Regions from separate parts of the Gossypium arboreum genome. Here region 1 is linked to region 2. The links are chromatin contacts, called in public Hi-C maps. All regions are on one chromosome and are shown on one strand. The core of a region is the stretch at or near the end of the contact, and the rest is flanking DNA. Distances in the headings are between cores, read along the strand shown.

Evidence for each region. A called contact is a pair of places that touch in the nucleus more often than the background predicts.
Region 1: a Hi-C map of leaf shows a contact between it and region 2, with 2.0 times the contacts expected there. The contact joins the promoter of LOC108485835 here to the promoter of LOC108478878 in region 2. A contact is called at or near these places in 2 of 5 Hi-C or Micro-C datasets (both in leaf).

The regions. Positions count from the first base shown.
Region 1 is chr6:19,962,188-19,965,196 of ASM2569848v2, forward strand. It overlaps LOC108485835 (transcription factor JUNGBRUNNEN 1-like), which reads left to right and starts at 1,641. Exons shown (of 3, transcript XM_017789683.2): 1 at 1,641-1,974; 2 at 2,069-2,379; 3 at 2,462-3,009. The coding sequence starts at 1,749. The coding sequence ends at 2,842.
Region 2 is chr6:19,660,026-19,662,764 of ASM2569848v2, forward strand. It overlaps LOC108478878, which reads left to right and starts at 1,302. Exons shown (of 2, transcript XM_017781335.2): 1 at 1,302-2,455; 2 at 2,690-2,739. The coding sequence starts at 1,789.

The DNA.
Region 1 (3,009 bases), core at 391-2,890, 300 kb after region 2:
CAGCACCACTCTTCATAATGGGACAATCATTGGTTGGTTTTAAAAAAATAATAGCGTCATTGTTACCATTGACAATACTGGACTAAAGTGTAATTATATAAAACGTTTAGGATATGATGAAGAAATTACCCTTTTAGATTAGATGAAAGAAGGGCAACACCCAATTAAATGCTTTGTAACATATTGGTCTATTTCAATGTTAGATCTGTATAATTTTAAAATTAAATTTAAATAACAGTTAAAAATATAAGAATAACAAAAATAAACGATTTTCTTTTTATTTAGTTAAAACAATAAAATTACAATACTATATAAAATTCTTATTTAAATTACGAAATATATCCTCAAGAAATTTCATCAAGTTTTAAATAAGAATTTTTACTTAAAAGGAAAATTCTTTATAGATATATTTGGGTAATTTAAATAAGAAATTTATATATATTTTTAAGTTTATTGTTTTAAAAAATAAAAAAATAAAAGGGCTTATTTTTTTGTTCTTATATTTTTTTAAGGGTTATTTAAGTTTAATTTCAAAAGTGGACAGACCTAACATGCAAATAGACCAAAAGTTTAAAATTATTTAATTTGGTGCCGGTGCCATCTTTTTTATCCAATCTAAAAAGGGTAATTGTTTCATCAAGTCTCTGAACGTTTTATATAATCACACTTCAATCTAATACCGTCAATAGCAACGACAGCACTCAAAAAAATACATTTCTTTTTTAAAACCAGCCAATGATTGGCCTATCATGAAGGGTGGTGCCGCCAATGGTAACGATGATACCGAGATTTTGTCATTTTGGACATAATTTTACAAATGAGTTATTTTCATAAATAATTAATTAATTTAAATTATTTTAAAAATAACTCGTTTATTGCATGATATTTTAAAAATATCAAAACTTAATAATTTAATAATTAAAATTAAAATTTCAAATTTAAAATTAAAAATTAAAATAAATAAAAATAAATTCACAGCTTAGATATAATACCTCTTACTAAACAAAATTTAACCTATATAAATTTGTATGTAATATAAGTCCTTAACTCACATCATGAAAAGACTTTTGCAGCAGCCATATTAATTCGAGACTCAATTAAAATAATGAAGTCAATAGTCTTCAGATTTCTTAGATTTCAAACCCTTAGGAACTTTAATATATTAAGATACTGGTTTAAATGAGTGATAAGTTGCTGTATTCTTTAAAAATTTAGAGTTTAATGTTTATATTTTATTTTTAGAAAAATATTTCAAAATTTAAGTTAAATTATTAATATTATTATATATTTTTGTTAAATGCATAAAGAAAAACCTCTTTCCTAAAATATATGAAAATTAATATGAAATGTTGTAAAGTAGATAATAAATTTTCAATATTAAAAATAAACTTTTGATTGGATATGACGGTAATATACATTATATTTTTAAAGAGAGAATGTAATATCGAATTTTAAAAGATAGAGGAGTGTTTGAAAGATATTTAGTGAAAAAGGCAAACCTTTTTATAATGACTTTTCTTTTTCTTGTTAGATATTCCAGGGACAAATGCTCTCTTCTTTTTCTTTTTCTCAAATAAAGATTTTAATTGTCTTTTTCTTTGGTGAAAAATCTACAAACCAACAAAATCTCTACCGGCTATAAAGTCTTCAAATATGAAGCAAGCAATCTCATATTTCCAGTCAAACAGGCTGACTTTGACTAAAAACCCATGGTCACATCTTAAAACAATATAAGGCCTGTTACGTTAATGTATCTTAAAGTGGTAAAAGAAATAGTAAGGCGCATAGAAATGGAGGTGATGGAGAAGATGATCTCTGAAGATGAAGATGTTTTGCTCCCTGGTTTTCGATTCCATCCTACTGACGAAGAGCTTGTGGGGTTTTATCTTAGAAGGAAAGTGGAGAAGAAACTCTTTAGTATTGACATAATCAAACATGTTGATATCTACAAACATGATCCTTGGGATCTTCCAAGTATGATTCAATAATCTTCATTTTCTTTCTTGTTAATTTCACAGTTTCTTTATGTACTATTTTTTTTATTAATTGCTAACTAATTATGGTGCAGAAGTTAGCAAACTGAGCAGTGGTACAGAGAAAGAATGGTACTTCTTTTGTAGAAGAGGAAGAAAATACAGGAACAGCATAAGGCCAAACAGGGTAACAGGGTCGGGATTCTGGAAAGCTACTGGGATCGACAAGCCTATATATTCGGTAGGTGGATTTCATGATTGCATAGGCCTGAAGAAATCCTTGGTTTATTACAAGGGGAGTGCAGGGAAAGGCACTAAAACTGATTGGATGATGCATGAATTTCGCCTCCCACCACCCTCCACAACTACTCTCTCAAGCACCAACAAGGACAACTTGCCAGAAGCTGTAAGATCCATTTCAACTAGTTAAAATTTCCTTCTCTCTCTTGAAATTCCTTTTCTAATCTTGTATGAGGGAGTTGTTACAGGAAGTTTGGACACTTTGCAGAATCTTTAAACGGGATGTTTCAAGTAGAAAGTTTGCATCAGATTGGCAAAATAAGAAGAATAAACAAAATACTAATACTAGTGCCAGCAGCTCTAGAGCATGCAGTGTAGAATCGGAAAATAGTTTGAAGGTAGAGAATTTCGGAGTTTTAGATGATAAGGGGATCGAAAGGAAGCTTCAGAATGATCATTTCCTTGGAGGGAACCAGTTGTTTGCAGCAACAACTCAAGTGCTTCCATCATATTTAAGCTTTTCTAACCCAAATGCAGCTGATGAATACTTCGGACAAGAACACTGGGATGAACTTAGGCCTGTAGTTGATTATACCATAGCTAAATCACTGCAATATAGTGATTGGTAGATGTTTAAGGGATATACATATATATATATACACAACTCGAGATAACCATGAATCTCTTTGAAGAATATATACCGATCCATTTTAAGTTGGATGCTCTTGTTTGATTTTTGGTGTAGTAAAACTAGATGAAGACTACAATCACAAAAAATAGAGAGATGTGGTTTTTT
Region 2 (2,739 bases), core at 52-2,551:
AAGAAAATTATATGAAAAGTATAAAAATAGGATTTGTTAAATTCAATATTTTCAAATTTTCAAATTCAAATAGCGATTAAGAAATTTATGCATTTGAAAATTTATCATAAATATTCCATTTTTAAATATTTTATTATTCAATATATTGTTTTTAAATTAATCTAAAATTTAAAATAAAAACGCTACTTCAAGGATTTATATAGGTTGGTTTTGTACAGGTAAAGTGAAAAGAGCGAGCCAAAAACTTGGAACGAAAGGACTAGTCATGAGACCCCATGGATGGTCCTCTCTTTGGTCAAAACCCTAGTCAAAGTGACCCCATGGCAGAAGTTTTTCTACCACATTTTCCGGTCCTAGCTGGCAGACAAATGAAAAGCAAAGAAAAGGGTTGCTGATGTGGCACTGAAGCCTTTAAATGTCTTGCCTTAAAAGACGAAATTGACATCTTTGTTATCCCCAAAAGACCAAAACTGTTTCCCTTCGTCTTATAATTAAATTGCATTGTCCAAACCACCAAACCCTTGAAAGGGTGTTTTATGTAATAATCCCCCCAACGTTACCATGTGACACATTCTGCTACTCGTTTCTCTTAGCTATTTCTTTGCATGGCGTGGGACTTATTTAAGAAGCCTAACCAAATGATTAGGGTGTTGTTTGCCGATTTGTTTAGTCTTTTAATGTAGATCTCTCTTGTCTGATCTTGTTTACAGGAAATATAACGCCACGCTTGTTATTCATTGCCTCATTGCCTGTATCTTATTGATCACTATGAACATATCATATTAATATTGCAGGTGCCTTTTTATTTTTGAAAAAAAAAAAAGTGGACAAGTCAATCTTGTGTTCGAATTTACTTTTCAGTGAAGTTTAAAGTCAAATGCGACATGGACATAAATTACTTTAAAAAGTAGGAGAATTCCTTTGAGGCATGTAAGTACGTGTTGTCTGAGAAGGTTTGTAAAGTTGTTAAAATGTGTGTTTAATTATTTTTTCATTACTTTAAATTGTAGGGAAGAAAGATATAGATGTAGTTGAAAAGTTGAGTGATGATTGGTGGCTTAGGCTTCGTTTGGATGGGCGATTGACTGCGGTGCAGTGTGTTTAACTTATTTTTTATCTCACGCTGCAGTATCGCTATAGTATTTAATCTCACCGCCATCACTATTTTTACACTAATCGCAGTTAAACACAAAGCCTATCCAAACTCACCCTTAATCACTTTTGCCACAGGGCTTACATGGTGGTGAACACTCTCCCCCCACAGTATATATCTTTTTCTCTATCCCTAATTGTCTACCCTTTCCTAGAAAAACAACCCTCTCTCTCCTCTTTCTCTCTCTGAAAATTTTTTTTAGGGGTTCATTGTTGTGTCAGTTTGAGTGGATATGCTTGGCCTTTTGTTATAATTAATGGTAGTTAGATCTCTCTCTCTCTCTCTCTCTCTCTCACTTTGTAGGGAGGCAGTGGTTTGAATAAGTAGTTTTAGATTTCGACTTTAAACTTAGAAGATTTCATTTGATAATTTGAATGGCTTTTGCTGGTTCTCTCCTTTTCTTTTTCATAATATAAGAATACATTTAATTCTCTTCTAGAAATCGCCAAAACCATGAAACAGCATAATCTCTTTATGTTTATCTAGTCACTGATCATTTTCTTTAGGTTGACTTGAACTCACGTTAATTCCTTGGCCTAAGTTTCATTCTTGTAAAAAGGGTTAATATCTAGCTCCAGCTTCTCTTTCCTCTCTCTCTCCCTATGTTATTTTAGGGTGTTGCAGGCACTTTGGCGATGGCTGATCAAGGTGGTAACAACATTGGAATGAGGGAATATAGGAAAGGGAACTGGACTGTTAATGAAACAATGGTATTGATTGAGGCAAAGAAGATGGATGATGAGAGAAGAATGAAGAAAAGCTGGGAGGGTGAAGGGAAGGGCAAACCAACAGAGCTGAGATGGAAATGGGTAGAAGATTATTGTTGGAGTAGAGGGTGTTTGAGGAGCCAAAACCAGTGCAATGACAAGTGGGATAATCTCATGAGGGACTACAAGAAAGTGAGAGAGTACCAAAGGAGAACAGCTGGAGCTGGGGATAACCAAGGATCTTATTGGGAAATGGAGAAGAATGAAAGAAAAGAAAAGAACTTGCCTACTAACATGCTGCGCCAGATATCTGAGTGTTTGGAGGAGGTGGTGGATAAGAAAGGAGGTCAAAGGGTGGTTCTGCTTGCTACTGCCACTGCTAGTGGCTCACTTCCCATTCCCAACATACCGGATGTTATGGATAGACCAATTACTAGCGTGCAACTGCCTCCTATATTGCAACATCAACTTCCACCTATTCCAGCTGCAGTTCCATTACCTCTAACAGCACCGCCGCAACTTCCGCTACCGACAGCTGCTCCTACACCACTATTACAACCACCTTTTTCGTATGCTCAGCCATTGCCCACAGTAGGTACTCTCTCCCTCTCTCTAGCTTGCCTTGCTCACATGCATCATTGCCCGTACATAAATAGTAGATTTCAGTTTTTTAAGTAGTAATTTTGACGGGTCAGCACAAATTCCAATGATTTAAATTGGTACGCCACGTTAGAGACTACTTTGTATGATGATCTCTGATTTTTGTATTGATTGATTTCATTGGTTCCATATATATATATTTATGTTTTGGAGATGTGTGATGGCACAGATTCGGATACAAGTGAGTATTCAGACTCACTAGCAAAGCGAAGGAGAAGA